Linked DNA regions of Mus musculus: regions 2, 3, 4, 5 and 6 are each linked to region 1. A link is a contact called in public ChIA-PET, HiCAR-type, HiChIP or PLAC-seq and promoter capture Hi-C data. All regions are on one chromosome and are shown on one strand. Each heading gives the region's core, a stretch centred on a gene start, on an enhancer-like site or on the middle of the called end of the contact. The rest is flanking DNA. Distances are from core to core; before and after follow the strand shown.

The links. Promoter capture Hi-C pulls out the DNA fragments that hold promoters and counts their contacts. ChIA-PET counts read pairs in DNA pulled down with a chosen protein or histone mark. HiCAR-type assays count read pairs that join an accessible place to other places. HiChIP or PLAC-seq counts read pairs in DNA pulled down with a chosen protein or histone mark.
Region 2: an RNA polymerase II ChIA-PET map of memory CD8 T cells shows a contact between it and region 1, with 5 read pairs. The contact joins the promoter of Vax2os here to the promoter of Hk2 in region 1. A contact is called at or near these places in 1 of 39 promoter capture datasets (pre-B cells) and 1 of 115 datasets of contacts at active chromatin or transcription factors (memory CD8 T cells).
Region 3: a contact with region 1 is called in a HiCAR-type map of astrocytes, with 3 times the contacts expected there. The contact joins the promoter of Gcfc2 here to the promoter of Hk2 in region 1. A contact is called at or near these places in 1 of 484 Hi-C or Micro-C datasets (B cells) and 2 of 115 datasets of contacts at active chromatin or transcription factors (astrocytes and pro-B cells).
Region 4: a contact with region 1 is called in a promoter capture Hi-C map of pre-B cells. The contact joins the promoter of Mrpl19 here to the promoter of Hk2 in region 1. A contact is called at or near these places in 14 of 39 promoter capture datasets (the 3T3-L1 cell line, the C10 cell line, the HPC-7 cell line and 8 more), 1 of 484 Hi-C or Micro-C datasets (B cells), 10 of 115 datasets of contacts at active chromatin or transcription factors (astrocytes, bone marrow-derived macrophages, cardiomyocytes and 6 more) and 2 of 9 other capture datasets (adipose tissue and embryonic stem cells).
Region 5: a contact with region 1 is called in an H3K4me3 HiChIP or PLAC-seq map of embryonic stem cells, with 3 times the contacts expected there. The contact joins the enhancer-like site here to the promoter of Hk2 in region 1. A contact is called at or near these places in 4 of 39 promoter capture datasets (the 3T3-L1 cell line, 3T3-L1-derived adipocytes and cranial neural crest) and 5 of 115 datasets of contacts at active chromatin or transcription factors (astrocytes, differentiating embryonic stem cells, embryonic forebrain and 2 more).
Region 6: a promoter capture Hi-C map of frontonasal cranial neural crest shows a contact between it and region 1. The contact joins the enhancer-like site here to the promoter of Hk2 in region 1. A contact is called at or near these places in 11 of 39 promoter capture datasets (the 3T3-L1 cell line, the C10 cell line, the HPC-7 cell line and 7 more) and 6 of 115 datasets of contacts at active chromatin or transcription factors (astrocytes, embryonic forebrain, embryonic stem cells and 3 more).

What each region holds. Positions count from the first base shown.
Region 1 is chr6:82,772,604-82,777,054 of GRCm38.p6, reverse strand. Hk2 (hexokinase 2) reads left to right here and starts at 2,601. Exons shown (of 18, transcript NM_013820.3): 1 at 2,601-3,137. The coding sequence starts at 3,075.
Region 2 is chr6:83,710,355-83,714,736 of GRCm38.p6, reverse strand. Vax2os (ventral anterior homeobox 2, opposite strand) reads left to right here and starts at 2,536. Exons shown (of 6, transcript NR_002871.2): 1 at 2,536-2,634; 2 at 3,912-4,003. It overlaps Vax2 (ventral anterior homeobox 2), which reads right to left and starts at 3,498. Exons shown (of 3, transcript NM_011912.4): 1 at 3,194-3,498. The coding sequence starts at 3,440. Gm32943 (a long non-coding RNA gene) reads left to right here. Exons shown (of 4, transcript XR_003956456.1): 1 at 1-53; 2 at 468-964; 3 at 1,489-1,677; 4 at 1,813-1,939.
Region 3 is chr6:81,921,366-81,926,052 of GRCm38.p6, reverse strand. Gcfc2 (GC-rich sequence DNA binding factor 2) reads right to left here and starts at 2,384. Exons shown (of 17, transcript NM_177884.3): 1 at 2,115-2,384; 2 at 159-287. The coding sequence starts at 2,346.
Region 4 is chr6:81,963,104-81,967,806 of GRCm38.p6, reverse strand. It overlaps Mrpl19 (mitochondrial ribosomal protein L19), which reads left to right and starts at 1,858. Exons shown (of 5, transcript NM_026490.2): 1 at 1,858-2,100; 2 at 3,450-3,568; 3 at 3,739-3,873. The coding sequence starts at 1,880.
Region 5 is chr6:82,027,581-82,032,434 of GRCm38.p6, reverse strand. Gm32378 (a long non-coding RNA gene) reads left to right here. Exons shown (of 3, transcript XR_377778.2): 2 at 4,555-4,699. Among named protein-coding and RNA genes, the nearest start is that of Gm32378, 3.7 kb to the left of the region's middle. Within about 2 kb of position 2,529, at least 60 of the 459 cell types and tissues checked have an H3K27ac peak or open chromatin away from gene starts, as enhancers often do.
Region 6 is chr6:81,984,793-81,989,454 of GRCm38.p6, reverse strand. The region is part of intron 1 of Gm20383 (predicted gene, 20383); the gene reads right to left. Among named protein-coding and RNA genes, the nearest start is that of Gm20383, 2.8 kb to the right of the region's middle. Within about 2 kb of position 1,589, at least 73 of the 459 cell types and tissues checked have an H3K27ac peak or open chromatin away from gene starts, as enhancers often do. A contact at or near this core is called in astrocytes and liver, where this site is marked.

The DNA.
Region 1 (4,451 bases), core at 1,352-3,851:
AATCATATGTGACATAAGAGTCATTGCTAAATCATCTACTAACTCACACAGTAAATGCCTACCATGTGATAGAGTGCCTCCACCTGAGGCTCTGCAAATAGAAGGGAACAATGTAGATGTAGACTCTTGTTCAGTCAGGTAGGACAGAAGGACGATAACCCTTAGAAAATGAGCCGGGTGTGGTGGCACATACCTTAGATCCCACCGCCTGGGTGTGGGGGCTGAGGCAGAAACATTTTTGTTTGTTTGTTTTTGTTGTTGTTTTGTTTTCAATTTTGTTTTTGTTTTTTTGTTTTTCCAAGACAGGGTCTCTCTGTGTAGCACTGGCTGTCCTGGAATTTGTTGACCATGCTTGCAGCCTTGAACTCACAAAGTGCTGTTGCCTGGCTCTAAAACAACTACTACTTCTTCTTCTTCTTCTTCTTCTTCTTCTTCTTCTTCTTCTTCTTCTTCTTCTTCTTCTTCTTCTTCTTCTTCTCCTTCTTCTTCCTTCTTCTCCTTCTCCTCCTCCTCTTCCTCCCCTCTTCCTCCTCCTCCTCCTTCTTCTTGACAGGGTTTCGTTGAGTATCTCTTCCAAGTCTACTTGCTTGGTAAACCAAGCTGGCCTGGAGCTCAAAGATATGCCTGCCTCTGCCTCCCAAGTGCTGTGATTAAAGGCATGTGCCACCATGTCCAGCCTTAAAAATTATTTCTAATAGTTACTCTTAGGAGTTTGGATTTTAGTTGAAGAAAAACAATGGTTTTAAGACACCACCACCCCAAGACAGTCTGGTATATATCTATCAACCAATCTAATCTTATCTCTTATCTATCTATCTATCTATCTATCTATCTATCTATCTATCTATCTATCTATCTATCTACCTACCTACCTACCTACCTAGCGTATCTATCAAGCTATCCAAGTTGGCTTTGAATTCCTGACTCTTCTGCCTCCACCTCTGAATCACTGGAACTACGAGTGTGTGCCACTACATGAAGCACTGGTTTGTATTTTAAACAAGTCTCTTTAGCTCCTGAGTGAACGAGGGATCACAGTGGTCAAGCTAGAGGTACCTAAAAACAGCAGCTAAGTGAAATTACACAGGCTCTGGTGGAGTCATCGGTGGCCTGGCTATGAGGGTCTGGCCTCTTTGATTTGCTAAGTTAGACTAACTGTTCACTGATGGTGTGAATAGATGTAAGAGCAGGGAGAAAACCATGGATGGTGACGTCATTTGTGGAGACAATTGGTAAAAGGGGGGGGGGTGACCCTGGGAAGTTCAGCCTAGTACATGTTAAGTGTGAGACACTAGTCACCTCCACAGGGATGACAAATGACAGCTGGTTAAGAAAGCCAGAATCCCTGGGGAAAGTCCTCGCTTGTAGATTAGGTTTGTGAGTTACCTGTGTGCGGATGGTGTAACTGCTGACGATGGCGCTAAGAGGGATCACCCAGAGAGGAAATAGATGAACCACATCATAGAAAGTGGAGCAGAGCCTTTTTAGGGCTGGGGTGTACCTCAGTGGGCAGGGTGCTTTTCTAGCACGCACAAAGTCCCATGTTAGATCCCCAGTAGTGGCACATGCCACTCCGGAGGTGGAGAGAGGGCTTGGGGAGTGAGATTATTTGGAAATGGTAGGCTTTATCTTCCTTCCATGTAACTTTCAAACTCCTGGCTTTCCATTCTCCACCAGCACCAACTTCATGTCATCTGAGGTGCTATTTCAATATTGATGGCGTCTACTCATAAATGTCAACTTAGAGTCTGGTGTCAGGCATGAGCTGAGGTCGAGGCGGGCTCTTCTCAGCATCTATAAACCATTTCACACCACTTGAGCCTAGGATCAAGCTGTTACAGGTGCCCTTTCTCCTCCCATCTATCAGTCCCAGCTACAAACAAAGTTTCTCTCCAGCCTTTGCTGGCTTCAAGAAAGGCTGGATAATATACCGGGGGTGGGGGAATTGCATTTCAGAGTAAGATGTGTTCCTGTCTTCATCTACCATTTGTTAGGGGTGTGACCTTGGGCAAAACTCACTAACAGCACAGTGCCTAGTTCCCCAATCTGTAAAACGGGGTTAGTAAAATCCATATGCTATATTGGTGTGATATTAAGAAGGGCTGACTTTTGTAATGGCTTAGCTTCAGGGATCCGCTGACTCGTTGAGCTACAATTAAGATGAGAATCACGGTGCTTCAGACTTGTCACAGGGCAGTGGCAGCCCCTCACATGATCCCCAGATACCAGATTATGGCGTGTGCTGCTACGATCACTTGTCTTTCCAGTCGCCCAACATCTCTTGGGTCCGCGATCACGCGCCCCCCACCCGAAGCTGAGCCTGACGCGGCGGTGGCTCATGCGCCCTGGAGTCCCGAGCTCTAGCCACGGAACACACGTCCCAACTCTGGCGCCCAGCTCCGCCCCTAGCCTCGGGCGCGTCTCTCCCGCCGCCTGCTTGGGTGCTGGAGCAGCCGCGCCCGCGGGCTCTAGGCGCTGATTGGCTGTGGACCGCGGGCGGACAGCCGAAGAGCGCACACACCCTCTTCCCGCAGCCAATGAGCACATCCACGTCACTGTCCGGGGCGGCCCAAAGAGCCGGCAGCCCCTCAATAAGCCACATTGTTGCACCAACTCCAGTGCTGGAGTCTCAGGACACCACAGGCTACCCGGAGTTGTTCTGCTTTGGAGATCCGAGGGCAGGAGCATCACGCCAGTGACTCTGATAGGTGCGATCGCCGGATTGGAACAGAACTGTCATTTTTTTCCGAAGTTGAGCCTTAGTGACCCAGTGAGTGAAGTTAGCGACGGGACGCTAAGCAGCTAGACCGGTCGGCAGGAGTGAGACTTAGGGTACCTTCTAGTAGTTGTGATTAAAAAAATTGAAAAAAAGAAAAAAAAAAACCCTGTTTCTGGAAACTTGAGGCCCTCAGCTGGTGAGCCATCGTGGTTAAGCTTCTTTGTGTGGCTCCTGGAGTCTTCGATCCCAGCCGGACACCCGGGCCTGGTTTCAAAGCGGTCGGACAGCGCTGCCTGCTCCATCGGTAGCGCTCGAGCCTCGGTTTCTCTATTTGGCCCCGACTCGCCGCAACAAGATGATCGCCTCGCATATGATCGCCTGCTTATTCACGGAGCTCAACCAAAACCAAGTGCAGAAGGTAAGTCGGCACGGGCGGGAGCTTCTGGCTCGCTTCGGACCAAGTTGCGTGCTCTCCCGGAATCTGGAGCACGCAGAGGACCTGCTTCCTCCTCCTTCGGGGCTGGAGACGTGGAACCAGTCTGGGTAGCTGGGAAAGTCCTGCGCGCGAGAAGCCACGTCTGCTAGGCACCCTCGTGGCCCGACCGCTCACCATCGATAGTCCCACCTACCCGGGACCTGCGCGCACCCTCCCCACCCTTAGAGCCCCTAATTTCTTGATGGGACGGCCGCCCTGCACGTAGTCTGAGACTGCTGCGCCCACGTGGGAGGAGCCCCCTTCTGCAGCCCCGAGTTCCGGCAGGAGCACGTGGGGAAGAATCCTGCTTAGGGGAGGAGGCGGGGTGGAAGCGTGTAGCAGCTGGGGCCCGGCCCTCTTGAATTTAAGGATGTGTTGAAGAGGCCTTCGGTTCCTCGTGGCGCTCCTTGGGGGTGGATCGGGGGTGGGGTGGGGGAGAGAGCCACCCAGGAAGGAGCGGGAAAGGGCGCAGAAAGACTAGCCTGCCGCGCCCCCTCCCCGGAACTGAACTGCCCGGAACTGAGGCTCGAAAGGGGCGCCCCCTCACAGCAGACCTTCCTGGGGACCGCCCCGCCTCGTCCCCGTGTCTGGCCGCCGAGTTGAGGGCGGATTTTGGATAGTATGTTCTGATTTGGAACTAAAAGTTACACGGAATGGACTCATCTTCCCACCCCACGATCCCCAGAGTTCTTTTTTTTCTTTTTTGTTTTTGTTTTGTTTTCTTGGTTTCTGAAAATGAACCTTTAGTCGCTCTGACCTTCCTGAGCCCACCTCACTCTGCCTTCCCGGCAAACTCCAGTTCTCTCGGCGCGCCATTTACATAAGAAAGCGCCTCCGGCCCTGCTTGGAGCCTCACTCTCCTCTTCGGGCTAGAGAGGTGGGGGTGGACCGGAGCCAGGCCCGGAGCGCTCTAACTCCCAGGAGAATTGAGTTTCTAAAATACCCAGGATTACGGGATTGGTTCCTACCCTAGTCCAGGATTTAGGAGAGGGAATGGTCTAGTATGGGGCAGGGGCCGAGGGTGGGTGCTGTCCAGAGGTTTGTGTTAGAGCTCAGTTACACATTTGAAATTACAGTGTCTCACAGGAACAAATTTTAGGGAAAGTGCCTTGACCACGTTCCAGCCCCCTCCCCCCTCTTCTCTTGGTCCTGACTGCGTGGGAGAGGTTGGTCGGTTGCTTTTGATGTATCCAGGGCCCTGGCAGATGAACCTCAGATTTGAGAGAGGTACCTGATTTGAGTTTATCGGTTGGTTTT
Region 2 (4,382 bases), core at 1,287-3,786, 940 kb before region 1:
GTGGATGACCGGTGCTTCTCAGAAGGATCTGCCATTCAGAGGCAAAGGCTATGGTAGGCTAGAAACGGGGCGTTTTGTTTGGAGACCTGCCGAGGGGGCAGCAGGCTTCAAGGGGCACTCCTGACAGAGAAGATTATTGGTGCCTCTTGGCATTGACCTTAAAACTGTGGCGCCTTCGCAGATCTATCAAAATCAGTTGAATTCTCTTCCGGGTTGCTACGGAAAGCACCAGGGTCCGAGGCAAAGGTGGTGGCGGTGGCAGGCTTGGATTACCAATTGCAGGGATCTGTGAACTACACTTTTCCCTCTTCTGGTACCAATCCCGCTCCACTAAAAGAGTCAGTGTAGGCTTGGCCCACTGCAGGGTGAGAGCAGAGTTGGAGGCCCCATTCCTTCTGTTGTCGCCTTGTTGATCGCATTGGTGATCCCCTTCCAAGACAAAACAAAAGGTTCTTCCCACACTACAGGATCTTGACCAAGGGACGGGCACAAGGGATGCCTTAGAGACTGTGGCTTCCTGGAGGAAGCCTCACTGTGGAAGTCATCTTGGTGGCACAGTATTTATGCCAGCGGCTGGAGACAACGCTTCCATTTTGAAGGCAGGGTGAGCAGACCAGGGGCTACCAGCTTTGTATTCTCAGAGGAAATCTGAGACGTTGGCCAAGCAGATGGTCTGACTCTCCTTTACCTCTAAACTGCTGGCTTTGCACAGCAGCTCATTCTCTGGGGCCACGATGTGTGTGTGTGTGTGTGTGTGTGTGTGTGTGTGTGTGTGTTGGGGGGTAGTTAAGAGAGATTTCTGACTAACACATCACACCAGTAGACAGAATCTGCAGGTCACTCCAGTGCTACCCCACTCCTTCCTTCCACAAATATTTACGGAGAGCCTGCAGACTGTTTTCTGTGACAGCACCCTGGATCCTCAGGCAGCTTCCTGAAGAGGAGGGAATCCTGGAGGCAGGAGGTGAGACAGCAGTTCCGCTCACCTCAGCCTCCAGCTGCCCTTGGCCTTTCCAGTGCTAAAAACCTCTCTCAACCAATGCCACACCCGGGCGTGGGAAGGAGGGTGAAAAGAAGTGGAGAGGGTGGGGTCATTTCTTATGCCCACATAAGCTCTCCTTTGCACCTTAGAAGAATTGAGGGGGCTACGTACTCAGAGGACCAGAGGACAAGGGTAAAATGTACTAAGGAGGGCTCTTAATTTTGGACAATGGGGGCTTGCCTTCCCCAGTGTTGGGTTGGCTTTTCTCATGGAAGCCTCTACCCTCAGCTGTGGTGGGGCTTCGAGCAGTGACTGACACGGGTGACCCTGCCTAGGAGGGATTAGCAGTAAATGACGTCCCCGGCATTTCAGGCCTGTAATGACAGCCTTGTCATTAAATGGGGGAGGGGCAGAGGGATTTACGTTTCTGCATTTGCTTTTTATTTCAGTCCAGTGGATAACTGTACTTGTATTTAATATTTCCATTATATTTTACAAATGTAAAGGAATTACCTTGTGTGGGTACATTATAAAAGTATACCCCTGAAGAGGTACCCGGCATGCGCGTCTCTACTTGACTTAAATGGCTCTATCCCAGAGGACAGAGGGCCACATTTTACTCCCACCTCTGCAAGTCTGCACCAGAGACAGTCCCACTGATGCCCACGAGCAAGATTTATTTGATCTACATAAAGGTTGGTAGAATGGAGGAAGATGGTGTTTGGGCGCATAACTCAGTCATCCTGACCAGGGGAGACGCCTATTCTTAATGCATAGCACTGGCAAGGTCCTTAGCCTAAGAGCTTAGGCTGTGTCTTCATTTCTGGAAGGCTTGCAGATTCCCTCAACGAAACTCAACTGGTGGTCGCTCCTTGTCCTTAGAACCCCTCAGATGACAAAAGGGAATTCATATTAACCCCAGGTAACCTACAAGTCCTCACACCTGCGGGGATTCCTGGTGGTGTAACTGTCTTACACCATCAAGCGGGTCCCTAGAATGGCAGTAGCCACCCAGCCTTCCAATGACCACACCTATTCCCAGGAGTGTTTCTTTATTCAGGGTCCCTGGCAGCGTCTTAATTTAAGAGAGCTTCCTGTACCTCCATGCCCTGCCCTAGCTGGCTCTCAGATCCCCAGGGCCACTCACATGGTGACAGTGGTGGTGGGGGTCAGGAAAGTTGTACTCCACCTGCTCTAAGATATTGACTTGGGTGACAGAAACCTAGGTTTCCCTCCGTAAAAGAAAGTTGGCTACAGGCCTCCTGAGGCCTGTGGGAGGCAGCTGGGGGAAGCCAAGTGAGTGAGTCCGAAACCCCAGGATGGCGGAAAAACAACAGGCCTCAGGCCTAGGATCCAGTTGACCGCAGGACCCGAGACTTCTTTCTCCAAGTGTCTACCTGGGAGAGGCCCAGACCCAGGATACTGGCATTGGAGGTTTGGATCTGGATGAGCGATGGCAGGAGAGTGCCGGGAAAGCAAGTTTGCTGCGGGGGTTGAAGGGGGATGGGTGAAGGGGCTCCGACTTCGGGTGAGGGCGGGTGGAGCCGAGGAAGAAAGCGTCGGCCAGGCCAGGCGGCCAGGCCAGGCGGAGGAGCGCCGGAGCCGGCGGTATCCAAGCGAGTGGGAAAACTGGAGCAGCGGAGCCGCGGCAGGTCAGGCTACCCTACCGCCCACCCAGCCATCTCTAAGCCTCAACCCACGCAAGGCTAGGTGCTGGGAAATAAGGCTGGGTTGAAGCGGGGACGCATCCGACTGCCTGCGTGGCCCAGCCTTCCTCAGCAGCTGCCCACTCGGGTCCCTCCCAATCCTGTCCCTACAGCGCGCGCGTGACTTTCTCCGCCCTTGCTCCGGGGACCCCGGCGCGGAGGCCCTGGCTCTCGGTGTCGGGCTTCTCCAACTGATTCGTGTCCTTACTACACCAACCAGCCCGGATGGGCCTAGAGAGAGAGAAAGAGAGAGAGAGAGAGAGAGAGAGAGAGAGAGAGAGAGAGCACCGGTCCAGCAGGACGAAACAAGGTCCAGCCCCCTGCTTTGTCCCCCGCGTTCAGCTCAGTGTCCCGCACACAATAGGCACTCGGAGTATTTACAGGATGAACTACCAAATGAATGAACCACTGTATGATCTGAGAGATGGACGTTGTAGGGATGTCGGAGGCCCCAGGAAAGGCAGCTTGGTGGCCCAGGGAATCAGAGCTGCGGCTGTCCCCTTACCTCGTACCAGGATGCGGCGGCAGTGGTCTGTCTCACCGAGCGCCTGCTGTCCGTCGCTGTCCCCTCCGCTCTCCCTGGAGCCCGCAGGGCTGGAGGCGGAGGTCCCAGCAATCTCCCTCGGACTCGCGCTACCTGTGTCAGCACGCAAATCTTCCGCTCCGCGGTGCTCTCCGTGACGCCCGCTGCGGCCACCAGGCTCCTCCCGGCGCTTGGGGCCGCGGTCCCGCTCCGCGCCCCCATCGCCCATGCCCGCCGCCACTGCTGCTTGGGCCACAGCAGCCGCTAGTCCTAGCTCAGGGTAGCAGGTCCCTCCCTGCCCCTCCCCACCCCTTCCTCCATCTGCCCCGCCCCCTACAGGCCCCGCCCCCGTCGGCGATTGGGCGCGAGCTGGGGTTCCAGGACTCTGGGTGGATCCAGTAGGCGCAGCGCAACGGGAGTTCGTTCAGGGGGAGGAAAAAAGGAGGAGGGAGTGAGGGGAAGAGAGACAAGGGGAGGGAAAGAGGAGAAGGAGGAGGGATAGGAGGAAAAGAGATATGTGGAGAAGGGGGAGGGGATGGTGTCTTCGCGCCTCCTCGCGTGGGGCGGTGTTTAGAGCCTGGCAATGGGAGACTGGACAGCCCCGTGGTACAGAAGACCGCCCCACACCCTCTCATAAACTTTATTACTCCCTACCCATTGGTCCCTCTCGCCCTCTTCCCTCTGTTCCCTATATCTCCAGGGAAATGCACCTAGCTTTCAGTCTGGCTCCGCTTGATGGAAAACTCAGAGCTCGAGGAGGCGACCCTGACTCGACCCGGCAGAAAAGAGGAGGTTTGCTGGGCTCCGGAACTTGGTGCGGTGGGGGCGACGGTAGAGAGTGGGGTGTAGGTCTGGGGTTCAGGGCACGCGTCCCCCAACCAAGGCACTCACACTCAGGCACACAGAACAGCCACTTATTGTGGGGATCCCGCGAGTTTCGCCAGACAAGCCCGGGAGGCGGATGCTGTCCCCAGCCAGGGTGAGGTGCGGAGCTGGACCGGCAGACCGCCAGGTTGTACTGCCAAGAGCAAACGCTGGGCTCTCCCGCAGCTCTGAGGTTGTCACTCCTGGGACTGACACCTAGAGAATGAGACTGAGCACGGGCTTTTTTTTTTTCTCGCGCTTCTGTCCTGGAGCAGCCCCTTGTTCAGTGCCTGCTCCAGACGGATCT
Region 3 (4,687 bases), core at 1,135-3,634, 850 kb after region 1:
CCATCCATCACAGGCTCAGGAGGCAGAGGGTGAGTCTGAGGCCAGTTTAGGCTACAGGATGAAACCCAGACCAGCCTGGGGTACAAAGTGAGACCTTGTGGCAAAAAAAGGAAGGAAGCTAGTTAAGTTAGTTATATAAAATTACAAAAATTACCAACCTATGGGTGAAACGTCTCTTTCTTCCAGAGAGCAAGAGCTATCAGAGGACGGACTCCGATCACCCTTACTTCCTGTCAAGGTATGTGTTCCTTCCTCTTCATCCGTTGAGAGCTCAGCTGTTCTGCATTCTAAGAGGATACCGATGGAAGCAAGAAAGAGTCAAAATATTTGAATCAATAACCAAAATAAACATGTTCATAAGATGTCCTCTTAATTCCAGACTACATGAAGCTCAAAAAGATTGGTGCAAATAAACATTTAAAGGAGAGTCTGAGAGGTGAATCAGAGGTCAAGAACACACACTGTCCTTGCAGAAGACATGAGTCTGGTTCCCAGCATCTGTGTCAGGCAATTCACAGCTACCTGAAACTCCAGCTCCTGGGGATCTGACACATCTGGTCTCTGTGGTCACTGTACTCACACATGGACATACACAAAAATGAAAATACATCTCTAAAACACAGAATAAAATATGGAAAAAAATAAAGCCACCGCTCACGTCTTAGCTACTGCTGTGAGAGACAACCTCTGCCTCCAACCAAGGCAAAGCACGGTCTCCAGTTATCCTTCACAGCCCTCGGGGTCTCGTGAGGTGATGTGTGCACTCAAAACCACTTTGATTGTAACAGACACACGTTACTTGTTCTTTTCTCTGGGTTGACATTGTAGTAAGGTACAAGTGTGGTGGGTAAAAGCGCTCGCCTCAGCACAAAGGCAGTGACATCAGCTCGTACACAGTCATTGTATTCTTCACCACACACCAAGAAAGGGAAAAGAAAGCCATTTTCATTCACGTTTGTTGATGAAGCAATGCAAATTATTAATTTTGTAAAACTTTGAGCCGAGTACCACTATCTTAAGGATAGTGGTAACAAAAGAAAAATAATCTATAGAAACCTGGGCTATTTGGGACCTCTATTTTTAAGAGTTACAAAGAGAGTTCAAAGGCCAAAGAAATTTGAGAACCACTGATCTAGGAGGGAAGAGAAGTACTTACTTAACTCAAGGTAAACAGATGACCGGCATACTTTGTTACAAATACAAAAAAGATCAATCAAACTTTAGATGAACCGGGCCCCTGACATTGACTAAGAAATCAGTAAGATCCCAAGCCTTGAAGTCATTATTTTAAGTGCTATACGCTGGGCACAGAAAGACAGATATGTTAAGCTCTCATTAATATGTAGAATCCAAACAATTTGAAGGAAATCACAGACACTGAATAGAATGGTGGTTAATATGAGCCAATGTGGGAATGTATGTTGGCAAAGGTTACAAAATTTTACAAGAATAAGTTTAGTGTATCTATTGTACAACACAGTGATCTTCCTACACTGTGTGTGTCTGCTGCCTGACAGGGTTAGGGGAGGAGTTCCAATGTCCCAGAGTTACAGACGGTCCTGAACCACCAAGTTGGTGCTAGACACTGAACTCGGGTCCTCTAAGAGTAACCAGTGCTCTTAACTGCTGACTGGCTTCGCCAGCCCTCAAATGACTTGGTATTTGATCACATGAATGGAACGGTCCTTAGTGTCACCAATCTCAGTCACAGCACCTCGTTTTACATTATTTTTAATCTACTTTTTGTTGTTGTTGCAGATGACTGATTTTAAAAATGACAACGTTCCAAACCCTGTCCTTATTCTTTTAGTCACTGTCTGGTGTTCTTAGAAAACTGTTAGACAAGCTCCCAAAGGCTCACACGACTTTCATCCACATTTAACAGCTAACAGCACGAGGAGTCGTTCAGGACCTCTCTGAGGATTTGGGTTCAGTGTGTGCACACCAATGGCTGTATGCTCTAGTCGGTGCGGGTCACCTGAGGATGCAAACTGCAAAGTGCCACCAAGATCTATGGGAGGCTTCGGGCAACCCCGGCATTGAGCAATGCGGGTGCAGACGGCCATAGAGGCCTCTGGATCTGAGCAACGGAGCCCTTTCCACCCCTCGGTCACCTGCTCCGCCGTCCCCGCGGGGAGCAGCTCCCGGGCTGCGGCGGGAACTCGCCCAGACCCGACCTCGGCCCCGGGCGCTGCGGGCCCCGCGCGGCCGCTCCGCTCCCTCTGTTCGGCCGCCGGCAGACGCCGGCTCCTCCGCACTCTGCTCCTTCGCGCCGTCGCTATCGCTATCGCTATCGCTGGACTCGACCTGGCGCCGCCTGAAAGTCCTCTGGGGCCTGAGAGCCATGTTCCAAGTAGGATTGGCGCGTCTCCTTAAGGCTAGGTGTCCGGCGCCTGCGCAGTCGCGCGTCTCGAGATGCGCATGCGTGTTTGTGAGAGCTCCGCCTGGTGCAGCAGGGTTCGGTACCCAATGGTCTGAATTGGCCGAGCTGAGCTGCCTTTTTAGTGGGACAGATAATAACTGGCCAAACATTCTCGCAGTTTATGTTCGAAGCCCGGGAGATTACCTGCACATCTCACCCAGAACAGACAGAAGTGGAGGGATAAACAATGAAATTAAGCATAAATGATAAGAGCATAAATGACCTGAGGCCTGTGGCTGAGATTTCTCCACTGCATTCTGTTCACTTAAGGTTTCCACAAATGTATTTAAAATGCTTTGGCTTATAACTCCATTCTCTCTCTCCTCTCTCTCTCTCTCTCTCTCTCTCTCTCTCTCTCTCTCATATGCTCTCTCTCTCTCCTTTCTTCTTTCAAACTAACACTTCCCACATTGACCATGGAATTCGCAAAGGCAGAAATCTGTTTATAGGCCATGGGCACATATTTGGCTCCAAAATTGTATTCCCTTTGGGGTAAGAACTACGTTGGGTCCCAGGCAATCTAGAGAGAGTGAAACCTTGGTCTCTCAGAGCTGTGATGAGAGTTTGCAGTTGCTTCCATAAGCATCAGGTTCCATGCCTGCAACCTTTGGGCTCCAGGCTTTAACACCTGCAGCACACCTCACCCCGTCTCCAGCGTACTATTCCTTTATTGTTTCCTTATTTGTTGGTTGGTTTTCAAGAAGACTTCAGTTACCATCAAAACATTTCATGTGACTACATAAAGTTGGGTGCATACAGCTACCAAATACTGTTGTTGGGACTAGAATCAGAAACATTTAACACAGGCTCGTGGCATTGAAAACCTGGTCCCCAGATTGTGGCACTGTGGGACAGTTGTAGAACCTTTGGGACTATGGGTTAATTCGCAAAAATGGCTCTCCAGAGGCAGGCCTTGCAGGTGATGGATACATCTCCCTCTGGCCAGAGCTCTCAGCTTCCTGGTTGGCCAAGGTGTGGAGTTACTGATTGACAATGTTCGGCCACTGCTGACCAAGCCATTGGCCTTGCCAATCCGACCATGATGGAGGGAGGGTGCCGACAGAACTGTGAGTCAAGTAAACCCCTCCTCACTTAAGATGCTTCTGCCAGGTTCTTTGTCATGGTGACATGAGAAAAATAACCAAGATAGTTTTCTTTTCACCCTATTTAGTTTAATTCTTTTTACATATATTTAGTGTGTGTATGTGTGTGTGTGTGTGTGTGTGTGAGAGAGAGAGAGAGAGAGAGAGAGAGAGAGAGAGAGAGAGAGAGAGAAAGAATATGGCTAAGATAAGAAGACAGCTATTTGGAATCAGCTCTTTCCTTCCACTGTGTAAGCTGGTCACTAGGCCAAACAAGTATCTTTACCAGCCAAGCTATCTTACCAACCCTTTTATTTATTGATTTATTTATTTAATTCTATTTTTTTAACCTACTTATAAATTTACATTATTTGCTCACAATTGTTATACCCATAAGACTATAACAAGTATAGCTGAGTGTTTTCCTTCCAAAGTCATACATACTATGCATGCCTATTTTAATTTGGAAATATTATTTATTCTGTAATATTTGTATATATTTCTCCAACAAAGCTCCTTTAAAATTAATATTAAATATTAAAATATATATATTGAGACAGGGTTTCTCTATATAGCCCTGGCTGTCCTGGAACTCACTCTGTAGACCAGGCTGGCCTTGAACTCAGAAATCTGCCTGCCTCTTAAGTATATATTTTTTAAAGAACTAAAATTGTTATACCAAAATTTAGATTGTTTGGATTTTGATCCTTTGTGATCTTAGACTTGAGAGGCCTTATCTTTGGAGATTTTCTACATTAAACTTAGGCATTCAAGAGTGTGTCAGTCGGACTTCTGTTGCTGTTACAAACCTTGTGAATGAGGAAGTTTCATTGCTATTATTGGCTGCCTAGACAGACAAAGAGATCAGAATTCCTCTCTGAATGGCTGGGAAATGATTCAAGTTAGATGGGAAAGGAGAATGGGATTAACATTTTTCTCCTCTTCTATCTTTTCTTTCCTTTCTATCTTCTTTGTTTGGGGGGAGTATCAATTAGCCCAGGCTGTTCTTAAACTTGCTATGCAAACAAGGCTGACCTTGAACTCGTGAATGTTTGTCTTACAGGCCTATGCCATCACACCCAACTTCTTCCTGTCTGTGTTGAGGTAAGGACAGCATCTGAGCAGGGCTTGGCACTGGCTGCTAATACCTCAGGAGAGGTGTCACCTCCAACTAGGATGGATT
Region 4 (4,703 bases), core at 609-3,108, 810 kb after region 1:
TCTCTCTGTGTGTGTGTGTGTGTGTGTGTGTGTGTGTGTGCTTGCAGGAGTCTATGTGCAGGACATATGTCCTGTTACCCAAGGACACCCAGTGTACATTAGTTTCCCTGGACCTGGAACTACAAACAGCTGGGAGCCGCCTGGTGTGGGTGCTGGGAACTGCTACAAGAGCTGTAAGTGTTCTTACACGGAGCTGTCTCCCAAGCCCCTCTCAACTCAAGAAGGTTTGAAATGGACCCCTTTTAGCTTGTATGCCTCCCAACTGCCCGAGGCAAACTCAGTTTTAGTTCTGGAAAAGGGAATGTTCTCAGTGAGCTCAAGGACTCCGTGGGGGCTATTTGTTAAGAGTGATGGCTTTTCTCTTTATGCTTTGTCCTAGTTAAGGTTTTGTTGATGAAATGAAATATCATGACCAAAGCAAGTTGAGGAAGAAAGGTTGCATTTGATTTACACTTCCATAACACTGGATCTCACTGATGGAAGTCAGAACAGAAACTCAAACAAGGAAGGAACATGGAGGCAGGAGCTGATGCAGAGGCTATGAAGGAATGCTGCTTACTGGCTTGCTCCTCATAGCTTGCTCAGCCTGCTTTCTTATAGAATCTAGAAACACCAGTCCAGGGATGGCACCACCCACAATGGGCTGGACCCTCCCCCATCAATCACTAACTTAAAAAAATGTCCTACAGGCCACCTACAGACCTATCTTATGGAGACATTTTCTCAGTTGGGGGTACTCTCCTCTCTGATGACTCTAACTTTTGACAAAACAGCTAGCATTTATTATTCTGTTTGGAGCCTGTGAGAGCCAGGTAGTGCTGGTTAGTAAGACAGAAGTTAAGCAAAAGAAGATACTCATTGCTCCCCACGGAATTCATAACAACGAACTAAATACCAATAATCAAACAAGAGGCAAACGAAAATTTCCTAAAAGAAGCAACGTTCTACAAGACTGATTAACTAATTAAAACGTGAGTGACTTGAAGCATTGTGGTGCTGCAGATCCAGAGCCCAACTATCTTGGCCCATTAGTCCCTCAAATGGTAATTTATTCCCAACTTACTTGTGAACCAACGGCCTTGTTATTATTAAGGGACTACATTCAGCAACCGCCTCACTTCCATCAACCTGAAGGCTAAGAAGGCCATCAGCGCAACTGAGGCATACAGCAGAGACATCTCCATTTTGATATAGCATTCCTAAATGGGTGTACCTGCCAATGTGTTTAAGGAATGGCTTTCTTGCTCTGATACTATGGAATGCCATGGAATTGTTACATGTAATTGGAACATGGATTTGTGGTGACCTAAATCTTGTGTTCTGAGCCCCTCATTAATACTTGACTCTAGAATAAACTATCTCTTTTGCCCTTTAGGTGACAGTTGTGTTTTTCATGTAGGCACAAGCAAATAAAAGGTGGAACTGAGGAGGCTGGAGAGGGTGGCTCTGCAGTTAGGAACACGTAATTTTTCAGAGGACCCATGTTCAATTTCCAGCATCCACATAGGGTCCCTTGCCACTGCCTGTAACTCCAGCTCCAGGGGATCATATGTCCTTCATGGGCACCTGCAATCACACTCACACACACACACACACACACACACACACACACACACACACTCCACGCACTTCATAGTCACTCACTAAATGCAAATGAGATCACAGTACTTAGTGAAATGTACAAACTTGCTAACCCTGTAGAGAAGTGTAACTTTGCAAATTATGGAGAAGAGGAAAATTATATACATTTACAGGTATAACTCCCTCAAACAAGCGGCGGTACACCGGGAAGCAAGTTTAGTCCCATAGGAGCCACCGTCCGGCCACACCCCATCGCACTGACTTCTGGGAGTTGTAGTCCTTCATTGAGGGTGTAGACATGGCGGCCTCCATGGCAGAAAGTTGTAGGGCGTCCCTGTACCTGGCCCGGAGCGTCCGAATGGCCAGGCCACGGCTTGCTGCCTTCGCATCTGATGCCTGCCGTGTCTGCACGGGCCCAAGCCGATTTCAGAGCACCGGGCCTTCAGAGCCCGGTGGGTTCAAGCCACCGCCGAAACCTGTCATCGTGGACCGGCGCCGAGTCCCGGAAGACGAGAGAAGGTGAGGCGGCCGAGGCCGCGTGGGAGTGCGCACACTTTGATACCCGCTTTATAGCTGGGCTGCACGAAATCGGGTTCCGGGTCTGCCCCTCTCTAGATCACGAAAGACGCAGGCTTGGACTCCCTTCCCTCAGTTTGTCCTAAAATCCACCACGGTGAGCCTTGGCCAACAGATTCTATCCAGGAGGAAGGGTTTGGGGAGGTCAGATCGGCTCAGGCACGTGGATCCAGCACACTCTTTTTCGTCTTACCTACATAAATGCATCTTCAGAAGCTTAACAGTATGGACCCGCAGGGTGGTTCGGTTGTGAAAGTTGCAACCTGTACACCCAAATCCATGCCTAGAACCCATAGAGAAAAGAGAGACCGTACTCCAAAGTTTGCCTTCAAATCCCCACATGAATGTTATGCTGGGCGCTCCAACCACAATACACAATAATTTGTGGGTGTGTATCAGGCTGGCCTTGAACTCAAAAAAGATCTGCCTGCTTTTGCCTCCTAAATGTTAGGATCAAAGGTGGGAATCCCTATGCTCGGTGGAAGATTTCTTTTAAAGTCAGTTTGCAGCTGGTGATTTGTATATATTTTCTCCATATTTATAGCTCAGTGGGAGACTTGTGCTCATTTGCAGACTGAGAGAAATGCAGCGTATTAACTGTGACAAAATTGTAACAAATAGTAATTATGTCAGCGGTTCATCACCTTTACGCTCCAGTTGTGCTTTGTTTTTTTTTTTTTTAAGTAAGATGACAATAAAACATCTAACTGGTCTCAGGATTAATTTATGCTACTATGGGTCAGCTTGCCTGTGTGGTGACAAACACCAGAGACAGCCAGCCTAAAGGGAACAAATTCGTTTGGCTCAGGGTTTGGACAGTTGTAGTTAATTTTGCTTGGTCCTGGCCCTGTCACTTGGGCCCTGCAGTGACACAGTATAGCGTGGCAGGAAGCATTAGCTAGGTAAAAGCAAAGGGAGAAACAGAAAGGGGCCGGGGTCTGTGCCTTGCCTTCAAGGTTAGATGCCCAGTGACATGTTTCCTGTACCGGACTGAAACTCTTTAAGGCTTTCTAAGCCCCAGTAGCTGCCCAGGATGACAGCTAAACAAACCCTTAGCACAAATGCCTTCTTGGACAATAAGGTCCAGACCTTGAGGGCTACTTGATGTATGATAACCATTTAAACACAATGCCTGGTGCGTTCTCAGGAGTGAGCATTAACAATGGTTTTGGAAACCATGGTTTTAGAAATAACATTGCAATCCATATTGAAAGAATAAAATACATCTACATTATACCCATTGTTTTTCTTATGCTGGCCTAAATCACCTTTCATTTTTAATTTTTTTATAGGTTCCTGAGTCCTGAATTCATCCCTCCCAGGGGGAGAACAAACCCTCTGAAATTTAAGATAGAAAGAAAAGATATGCTAGACAGGAGAAAGGTGCTTCCGATTCCAGAGTTCTATGTTGGTGAGTAACGGTGTCTGGCAGCAGGTGTTGGGCGCTAGTTTTCATTGCCTTCAGATTATTGTTCAGATGTCTGGGTTTTGCTGTTATTTATTTCTGACATACTAAGATATAAACCTTATTTGTTCATTCCTGCATCTGTGTCAGAGCTTGCTTCTCTTCTGACTCTGTAGGAAGCATACTTCGAGTCACCACAGCCGACCCCTATGCCAGTGGAAAAACCAGCCAGTTCCTGGGGATTTGCATCAAGCGATCAGGGAATGGGCTCGGGGCTACTTTCACCCTCAGGAACACGATTGAAGGACAAGGTATGTTTCTTCTTGAGCATCCAGAGAGTGAAACTGGGATTTCCCCAAGAGATAATGTGTGCTTTGCCTTGGATACAGATTAGTATTCACTGTTTAACGTGCATTGTTTAGTTTCTTTTGAGGGCTTCTTTTATTATAGGGCAACACCCATTAGGACTAGACTGGCCTGGGCATGGTGACATGTCTGCTATCCTAGCATAGGGATGTCCTGAGGCAGAAACTACATAGTGAGACCTTGCCTAAACAAACATGGTTATTTTCAAGTATGGAGACAGTGTATAAAGCAGTGAAGAGAGATTCCTTTTGTTTTTGCTAGTAGTGTTTTTAAAACGGGATGGTCCATATAGGCCATGGGTGGCCAGGAACTTGCTATATAGAGCTGACTGACTTCAAACTTGAAATATCCTCAAATCTCGGCCTCCTGAGGACAGGGATTAGAGGATTAGAGATGTGAGCTGTCACATTTAGCAGGATCACCCCTTTCTGAGCAAATACCCCGAAGTCCACTGGGACTCCTAAAATGAAGGTCTCTACTTTATGTTGTGACATGTTATAACCTGTTATGACAGGTTATGGTGTCAGAAGCAGTCACACATGCCATGACTGACACAGCAGAACAAATGGTAAAGTTCTAGAAAGGAGAATTGAAACGGCAAGTAAGAGTGTTTATTCTTCTGGGTGCACTTTGGGGTTCTGACCAGTGAGCTACCATGAGAGCAGGTCTTGAAGGTGAATCTTGGAGGGTCACATTCATAACGGCAGCTTGCTTACCACGTTACTGTTTGTGCCAGGAGGGCCTCTCCCTGGCATACTAGTGCAATCTTTGTTGT
Region 5 (4,854 bases), core at 1,280-3,779, 740 kb after region 1:
GCCCTAACTTCCCCCACCATTTAAAATGTGTTATAGCCACCAAGGACCATCACACCGAACTTCCTCTAAGAACTAAAAATAGAATCCTGATATGACCCACCAGTATTCCTTCAGGGTGTTTACCAAGAAGATTTTAATTCAGTTTGCTAAAAGATGTCTGCACTTCACGCTCATTGTTATACAGTGTAGGATAGCCAGGCAATGGAATCCACTTGTGTCTGTAGCAGATAGTTCAAAACGTGGATGTATGCCCATGGGGATGCTATTCGTCATTTAAAAAGAAAGAAATCATGCCATTAGTGATGTGGATGGAATTAGAGGGCATCGTGCTAAGTGAAATAAGCCAAGCACAGAAAGACAAATTCTATATACTTCCATGTATGTGTGGAATTGAAAGTGGCCAAGCTTAGCGGCAAATAGTGAATATTGGTTATGGGTTTGGGAGATGGGAGTGGGGGAAGGGATGATGGTTCAAGATTATAAAATATCAGGTATATGGGAGGAATATAGGACTTTTTCTTTTTTTTTAAGATTTATTTATTATTATATCTAAGTACACTGTAGCTGTCTTGAGACACACCAGAAGAGGGCATCAGATCTCATTACAGATGGTTGTGAGCCACCATGTGGTGGCTGGGATTTGAACTCAGGACCTTCAGAAGAGCAGTCAGTGCTCTTAACCACTGAGCCATCTCTCCAGCCCCGACTTTTTCTAACTTTATTGTACAGCATGGGAAATATGGTTAGCAGTGGTATTGCACATTTCTGCTATGGATTTGGTCTAACATTTGCAGTATGTTTATTGGGTTCCCAAACTTGCATGAGGATATGCATTTGAGATACTGAGGGTCCCTTCCCCTATTGGTTCTGATTGGTCAATGTCTGGGCAGAGAGACACGGGCAGGATTTTAGGATTTGTGGGGGCCAAGAGAGGAAGGAGGATTTAGAACCACCATGCTGGGAAAAGAGTCAGGTCCAGGCCTGAGAGCTGGAGAAGAAAGACACACCAATCGTGTAAGAGCTGGGGAAGAGCGATCCCAGTCCCCTACCAGGTTTAGGGCTGCAAAGATGTAATGTAGATTTTAGTATCAGGAGTATCAGAGGGGAGGAGTTAGCCACGTGGAGGTCTGGGACTGGCCCTGACATTGAGTTGTTTAAGGAATATTAAAATATAAGACTGTGTGTGGGTATCTTTCATTTGGGAAACCAGAATATTGAGGTAGATAGTGAGGAACTTGATCTGCCACCACCATGGGGTTATAAGAGGAGAGATTAATTGGCAACTATGGCCCATTTCAAAATTGCTGAGAGTAAATTTTAAATGTTTCCCCCCCCCACCCCCTCCCCCAAGGAATAAGCATTTGGATGTGTGTGTGTGTGTGTGTGTGTGTGTGTGTGTGTGTGTGTGTGTGTTTGTGTGTGTGTGTGTGTGTGTGTGTGTTGCATGTGTGCAGTTGTCCATAGAGACTGGAAGAAGGACTTTGTAGCCCTGAAGCTAGAGTTGCAAGCAGCTAAGCAGAGTGAGCTGCCTCATGTGGAGGCAGGGAAACTCTGGTCCTCCGGAAGAGCAGTAAGTGATCATAAATGCTGAGCCATCCACCTCTCCTGCCGCAGAACAAATATGTGAAGCCAGGTTTGATGGTTTATCCCAGCACTCTAGAATGCTGAGGCAGGAGGATAGCAGTGTGTCTCAGGCCTCCTCGGCCTCACCTTCCTCCTTCTTCCTGGAGAAGACAGACCTAAAGTGCTCAGAGCCCTCTGTAACCCAGGAACAGGACTGGCGTGCCCTGGGCGAGCTTATGTGAGCAGTTGACTTGAGCTGCTGATGCAGGGCGTTCTCAGAAGGCATATTAACCCACGCTCTCTCTCTCATGGATAATTCTAATCTTATCTATTCTTGCCCACCCAATGAGAAAAACGAAAGCCATGGTTGGGAGAGGGTGGGAGATCGAGATCGAAGCCACGGGTCATGAGTTGAGTGGCAGCTAAATCCAGCGAGAGGAAGCCAGGGCAAGTGTAATCCTTTTAGGAAAGCAAGCATTACTATAGGGGAGCAGGCTGCCAATGCAACTTTGTTCCAAGAATAAATAGCACATTTTGCCTCCGTGTTTGCTTTTCTCTCTTTGATCCCCTGGAGCCCCTGTGGAAATGTCTGGCCAGCGATTTTCCTGCCCTCAGAGGCTAGGGAGTAGAAGCCACAAGGGCTCGCTTGAGATTCCTTCAACCAGAGCCTAAGTGGGGCCTGCACTGGAGCCACCCAGGCTTGTGGAAGCCTGGAATCCAGATGTTTCCATAAGTTTAATCACCACAAATATGCCACAGTGTTTCCAAACACGTTGTCACGATGCCCAGAAGCCGTTTTAAAGAGAGTAATAACGGCCAGAGTCTATTTGACCAAAGTCACAGGGAGTCATGGGAGTTGGAAAATGAGAAACTGAAGGCAAATGCTCAAGCGGGATAATATTTAACTCTGGGTCCCAGGTGAAGCAGATGCCTGCACACAGCCAGGCTGACAAGCGAGGCCTCGGCCGGGGCAGTTCACGGTTCAAGGGCTTTAGAAACCACAGTCCCCAGCTATTCACACAGCTGCCCTTTCTGTTCCCAGGGAGCTTGGTTTCAAGGGAGTTAGAGGCAGGGCAGAGACAAAGAAAGCTGTGAGGACCTTAGTGTCAAGCCTCCCATTCAGTGCTGATCCGCCCCCTTACTCGTAGGTCTAACCCAGGCACTAGGTTCTGGCCTGGAGAGATGGTTCAGTGGTTAAGAACACTGGCTGATCTTTTAGGAGAGTATGGCTCCCAGCGTCCATATACATGGCTCCCAGCTGCCTCCAACTCCAGTTCTACAGACCCTGACATATAGTCACAGACACATAAGCAAGCAAAACACCCATACAAATAAAAAGGTTTTAAAAATTAGGCAAGGCACAGTGATAATTGCTTTAATCAGGGGCAGGGGCAGGGGCAGAGGAGGAAAAAAGATCTTTGAGTTCAAGATTAGCCTGATCTACAGATCTAATTTCCAGGACTACACAGGAAAACTTTGTCTCAAAAAAGGGGGGGGGGAGGTGAGAGGGCATAAATAAGTAAATAAACAAATAAGCCAGGCACAGTGCCTTGAATCCTAGCACCAAGGAGGCAAAGTCAGAGACAAAAACTGGCTGATCTCTACAAGTTCAAGGCCAACCTGGTCTATATAGTTATTTGCTAGCCAGCAAAGACTCCATAGTGAGACCCTGCCTCCAAAACAAAAACACCAAAAAAACCAAAACAACAAACAAACAAACAAACAAACAGCACCCTCAGCTTCTGGCTTCCTCATCTGTCAACTATGAACCCTAACACTTTACCTCACAGTAAGTTCTAGACTAGCATGTGAGATGACAGATGTAGTCTCATGCTGTCCTAGCTGTTCAATAACTGCCAATTCTCCTTCATTCACTGACTCTCACGGGATATCAGCCATATGAGAATATAATAAGCAAAGATTTATCAATATAATTATACAGATTATAACAGTGCAACGATTCATACTAGGCTCAGATAGAAAATTGAGTATAAACTTCACTCAAGGGAAAAAATGACATTCAAAATGAAGAGTCAGTCTCAGAAAGCACCAATGATGGGGACATGATGTTATAAAACCGTCCACCAGATACTTATCAACAGCCATGTTCCCACCCTCAGTTGTAGGGCTCTTAGGGGGTCAGGTGACTAAGAGAACCCTCCCTGGCCAGAGCTGGGACTACTGGGAAAGCTAACAAAGGAATCTGAGGGAAACCTGGCTATTGGTAGATGCCTGGAAGGGAAACTGAAACCTGGGGTGGACATCAGCAGTGGCCTCCCTGAGAGGCAGGTGTGTAGCTCTCTGTGTCACAGGAACCTAAGTGGCATCTTGCTCTGCTTCCTGGTGCTATAACTGAGTCCCACAAATCTTACAAAGATGAGTGCTGGAAGGAGGAAGGAGCTGAAGAAGGAGCACCCGAGCTGGGTTGTGTAAAGGTCACTCTCCTGGTGGCCTCATGCATTTCTTACTTTCCTGTTACTGTGAATCTCACACACTTGACAAACATGAATTAAGGAAGGAAAGGTTTACCTGGACTCACAGTTCCAGGGTACAGTTCGTCATCGGGGGAAAGGCACAGTGATGACTGAAGAATGCGCAGCTGGTCACATTACATCCACATCCATGTATGGGGGGAGGGAGCAGGGAGGGGACAGAGGGAGGGGACACAGGGAAGGGTGGCCATTAGTGCTCAGCCCTCTCCTTTTTACTCAGTCCAGGATCTGAGCCCATGAACTGGTACCATTCACAGTTAGGGTGTGTATTAGTCAGGGTTCTCTAAAGTAACAGAACTGATAGAATGAATAAATCTATCATCTATCTATCTATCTATCTATCTATCTATCAATCTAATACACTATATACTATACATAATATATTATTAATATTAAATATTTTATATCAATTATATTAATTAATAATATTACATAATGAAATAAAATATAAAATGAAATTTTTTTACAGGCTGTGGTATATGCAACTTTTTTTTTACAGGCTGCCTGCTGGTAGACAGAAAGTCTGAGAATCCAATAGTTGTTTGGTCCACAAGGCTGAATGTCTCAGCTGTGTCTTCAGTATACACTAGAATCCTGAAGAAGTAGACTCTGATGCCAGTGAAGGAATGGACTTGCTATCAAAGGTGAGAGCAAGCAAGCAAAGAGGGCAATTTTTTTCTTCCATGTCCTTTATATGGGCTGCCAGCAGGTATGGCCCAAATTAAAGATGGATCTTCCCCCTTCAAAGGATCTGCATTAAAGGGTATCTTCCCAGATCAAAGATGCAGACTAGAAGTGT
Region 6 (4,662 bases), core at 340-2,839, 790 kb after region 1:
CTCTCACTGAACCTAGGGCTTGTGATGTGACTGACAGGCCATTGGGCAACCCTCATCTTCTCTCCCCATTCTCCTTCCTTCTGCACTCAAGCGCTGGGGCTGCAGAAACAAGTGGAAAACTCTGTCTTTTCCATGGAGGCTAGGGATTCAAACACTTTACCCACTGAGCCACCTCCCCAGCTCCTTATCATTAAGCTTATTTATGATGGAGTGAGTTCCGCAGTGACATGTTCATAGACACACACCTCTGTCCTCTGCTCTCCGCAGCCCACCCCATCCCCTTTCCCCTGTCTCCAGTTCCTTCCCTGCCTAGGAGATCACCCACTGCAAGGTTCAGGAATAGCACAAGGGAGGACAGAGGAGGGGTGGGGTGTCTGCCCGCTGTGTGTTTCTGGGAACGAAAGCACTGTCTATGGGCTGGGGACAGAGCTTACCTCAAGTGCTCAGAGCCCTAAATGGAGTATAATGGTTCAAGCTGATAATCCCAGCACTGTGAAGGGGAAAGAAGGATATTCAAGGTCATTGTAACTGTATATCAAAGAATACATAAGGCCCCCTTTCAAAAATATAAACAATAAGAAGACTAGGGAAATGGTCCAGTAGATATGTGCTTGCTACATGGGCATGAGGACTGGTACCCCAAATCCAACATAAAAAAAACTGGTGCCTCCAGAAGGAGAGACAAGGAGAGAGTGGGTCCCCTGGGAAAGACTGGCTAACCAGCCTAGCCCAAATCTGTGAGCTCTGGGTCCAGTGACAAGCCTCAGTAAGTAAGTGGAGACCAGCGGAGAGGGTACCTGTCCTCAACCTCGGCCTCCAGAACCAGAAGTCGTTCCATGAGGCAGGGTCCCACAGGCAGAGGGGCTGGGGGTGAAGGCTGGGTATTTGTGAGCCTGTGAATAGGTTGTGGGTGTGTGTTCATGTACATATGTATAGCCATGTGCATGTGTGAGTGTGCAGACACATGCGTGTGTGACTTTGCCTGTGTGCATACATGCGCTTGCAACCCTGGCAGAGGCTCATGGAGCAAAGACAAGAGGAGGACAAACAGGAAACCCACCCACTGCCATGCCAAAGAAGCTATGGGGTTCCTGCTGGCTTTGTTCCATCCACTGAGTCCCCATGGGGACTCTGTGACCCAATGATGCTCCTGGCTGACTCTCGGGCAAAGCTATCCTTTGTCTAAACTTGACACCTCACAGAGAATCCTGTATTCCAGCAAGATCTAGCCCAACTACTTCTCTTCACCCCCCATTTCTAATGTGCACACCAACCTCAAGGAGAGTCATGTAATCAAGGGAACAGAAATTGCCTGAGCCTTAAGGTCCTGAGCCCCAACTCCGCTAACGAGCTGTGCGGCTCTTAACTGTTCGAGTAACCTTCTCCTTCCTTGTCTATAAAGTAGCTTTAATACTGTCTATCAAATAAAGCAGTCATTGGGATTAGAAAGAGCCTTCCCCAAATACCCTCAGCCACTGTTCAGATGGCAACTGACACTATCCTAAATTGGAGCTGTGTGCCACCTCTGCTGCCTTTGGTTACTGGCTCCTCCTCCATGGGGCGGGTTGTGGCCTGGTTCTTGGCATGACAGCCAGGACTTTCTGTGACTTCCATTTAGGCCACAAAAACACTGGGTTCTCTGCTTGGCATCTCCAGGGAGCTTACCCTCAGCTTCGCAATGCTTTATAACTAATTGTCATGCTCCAACAAGCCTTTGGAATCCAAAGTCACTTACTTTATGGGGGTCAGATGGCTACATCAGTTTCAGGTCTGCTTTCAAGGTCAAGGCTACAGACTGTTCTGGATGTTAGGCATACGAGTTGCAGTTCCCTCTTAAACTCTCACCAAGCCAGGGTGATTTACAGGAAGGGTGCACACGAAAGATTTAAAATTTGTAGTCCCCTTGTCTGGGGAGAAATGTGCGGTGATCTTAGGCCTTGTCAGCCAGGTCTGCAGTGGAGGGGGGTGGAGGAGGAAAGAGACTCCCTGGAAGTCCCTCCAGGGAGTCCCCAGAAACTTTCTCAAAAGTTCATGTGCTACCAAGGGAGGTGATACCAGGATCCTTTTTGTTCTGAGCTAGAAACAAAGACTCACTGGGCAGCACAGGGCTCCTGGGACCAGCTGGCACCTGGGTGATGGTTGTGACTCAACTGAACGACAACCTCGTGAGCTCAAGTGGGGTCACTCCTGGACAAGGTTTCTGCTCAGGGAACAGTGGCTGTGCTTGCTTGCCCGCAGGGACAAAAGCCGCTTTGTGAAAGGCCCCGGGACTGTGAGGAGGCGCCACCGTGCGGTGGCTTGAGGAAGAGCGCCTCTTTTGGCTCTCAGGAAGGGGTGACTCAAGAAGCAGAAGTGTGTGTGTGTGTGTGTGTGTGTGTGTGTGTGTGTGTGTGTGTGTGTGTGAAGGCTCTTTGCTACTGTAATTGACAAAAACAAAAGGCTGTGTCCTCCTTTGCATTTCCAGTGGGAAAAAAAAACAATCCTTACTCCATCCAGCTCCAACCAGTTGCTTCCCCTTAAAAAGCAATGATGTAAACACAATCCAATTAGAATAAAGTAGTGACAAGCTTGAAGGTGTTCTGCGGGTGGGTGAATGACCCGAGTATGGAATGGAACGTAGAGGTCAGAAGTGACACATAGGTGTCACGTGGTGGTCAGAGGGCACTTTCAGGAGTCAGTTCTCTCTTTCTGTCACATGGGTCCTGGCATCCAACTCTTCAGTTAATCCCTGAGCCATCTCACCAGGCCTCTTGCTTCTTGTTCTCATTTCTCACCTTGATAGCCCTGTTAGAAGATACTTTTCCTGCCTCGGTCAAAAAAGAGGAAGTCAGTTGGCAAATGCTCTTTGGAAATGTAGTTTGTAAAGGAGAGAAGCCATGGGGCTTAGAAGGCGAACATGAATCTTGCCAGCAGCACTCAGTGCTAGGGACCAGGGTGGGAGGATCAAATCACAACATCACACATGGGCACCCTACGCCTGAGCCATGCCAATTGTGATCGTCCAGTACGTTGAGGACTCCAGAGAGCCGGATGGTCTAGCAGGATGCTGGGGGGAGCATCCGCACCTGCCTGCTGGGGAGTGGTAAGTGAAGACATTGTAAAAGAGGTGACACTGAAGCTGGAACTTGAAGGATGAGTCAGGGGTAAGGGCATAAAAGGGAAGGTAGGTAGGGTTGGGAAGACTGGGAGGACTGGCTGGCTGATGGGAGACTGGGCTGGAAGACAACGAACCTGGAGACAATGGCAAACAAATAACATAATTATTCATCACGTAATTCATCACACCCTTTGGTGTTTCCTTATTGCTTAATGGAGGCACCCTTAGTTCCTTGCAGGAATATGAGAGTCTGCTCTCCTCCGTTGGCCTCAGCTTAACCTCTAGCGTGCCTGAGACTCCATGCACCTAGCACCCCTACCCCTCCGTAAGCATATAGAGTGCACAGTCTCCCCTTTGGTGCTTCTGATGGTTTGTATATGCTTGGCCTACGGAGTGCACTGTTGGGAGGTGTGGCCTTGTGGGTGTGAGCTTTAATACCCTTGTCCTAGCTGCCTGAGAGCCAGTATGCTGCTAACAGCCTTCAGATGAAGATGCAGAACTCTCAGCTCCTGCACCATGCCTGCCTGGATGCTGCCATGTTCCTGCCTTGATGAAAATGGACTGAACCTCTGAACCTGTAAGCCAGCCCCAATTAAATGTCCTTATAAGAGTTGCCTTGGTCATGGTATCTGTTCATAGCCATAGAACCCTCTAACTAAGACAGAGCTTTTGCCTAAACCAAATCTCTCTGTGTGCCATAATTGGCAAGATTTAAGTTTGACACTACCTGATCTGCAAATGTCTCCAGTTCCACTGGATAGGTGACAAACCTCTCTGACTTCCTCCTAGATCTACTCACTCCACTCTTATGCTTGCCTTCTTGCATTTGTTCTCTAATTGGCAACGCCATTAGTTAGAGCATCATGGGTACCATCTGCATCTGCCAGAACTGTCCCCCGAGTGCCTCCAAACTACCTGATGCAAACCAGGCACTCAAAACACCCAAGAGGGAGGCAGAAGTGTGATTCCATTTGTGGCTTGCTTGTCTAGTGTGTACTAACCCCTTAATTCAATCCCAAGAGCCTGATAAGCGAGAAACAGCAGCAACACCAGCCTGTTGTCCCAGCTCCGGGAAGGTAGAAGGAGGAGGATCAGAAATCCAAGGTTTGGACAGATGAGATTGCTCAGTAGGTAAAGGCACTGGCTGCCAAGTCTGAAGACCAGAGTTCAATCTGCTAAACCCATATTGTGGAAGAAGAGACACCAACTCCCACAAGCTGTCCTTTATGTCCACACACAAAATGTGAAGCATGTGTGGCTGTGCACATACACATGCATGAACAGTTTTAAAGGTCAGGCATTGGTGGTACATACCATTATCCCCAGCATTCTGACAGCAGAGGCAGGCGGTTCTCTGTGAGTTCAAAGCCAGTCTAGTCTACAGATCAAGGTCCAAGCTAGTCGGGGCTGTATAGTAAGATCCCAACTCAAAAAAAATTTTTAAAAAAAGGAAGGAAGGAGATCATTTTCAAATCCATAGTGAGTTCAAGACCATCCCATGATAAATGAGGCCCAAACGTGGAAGACTGTAGCAAGGAAGAGAGCAGCCACAATATGGTGTCAGG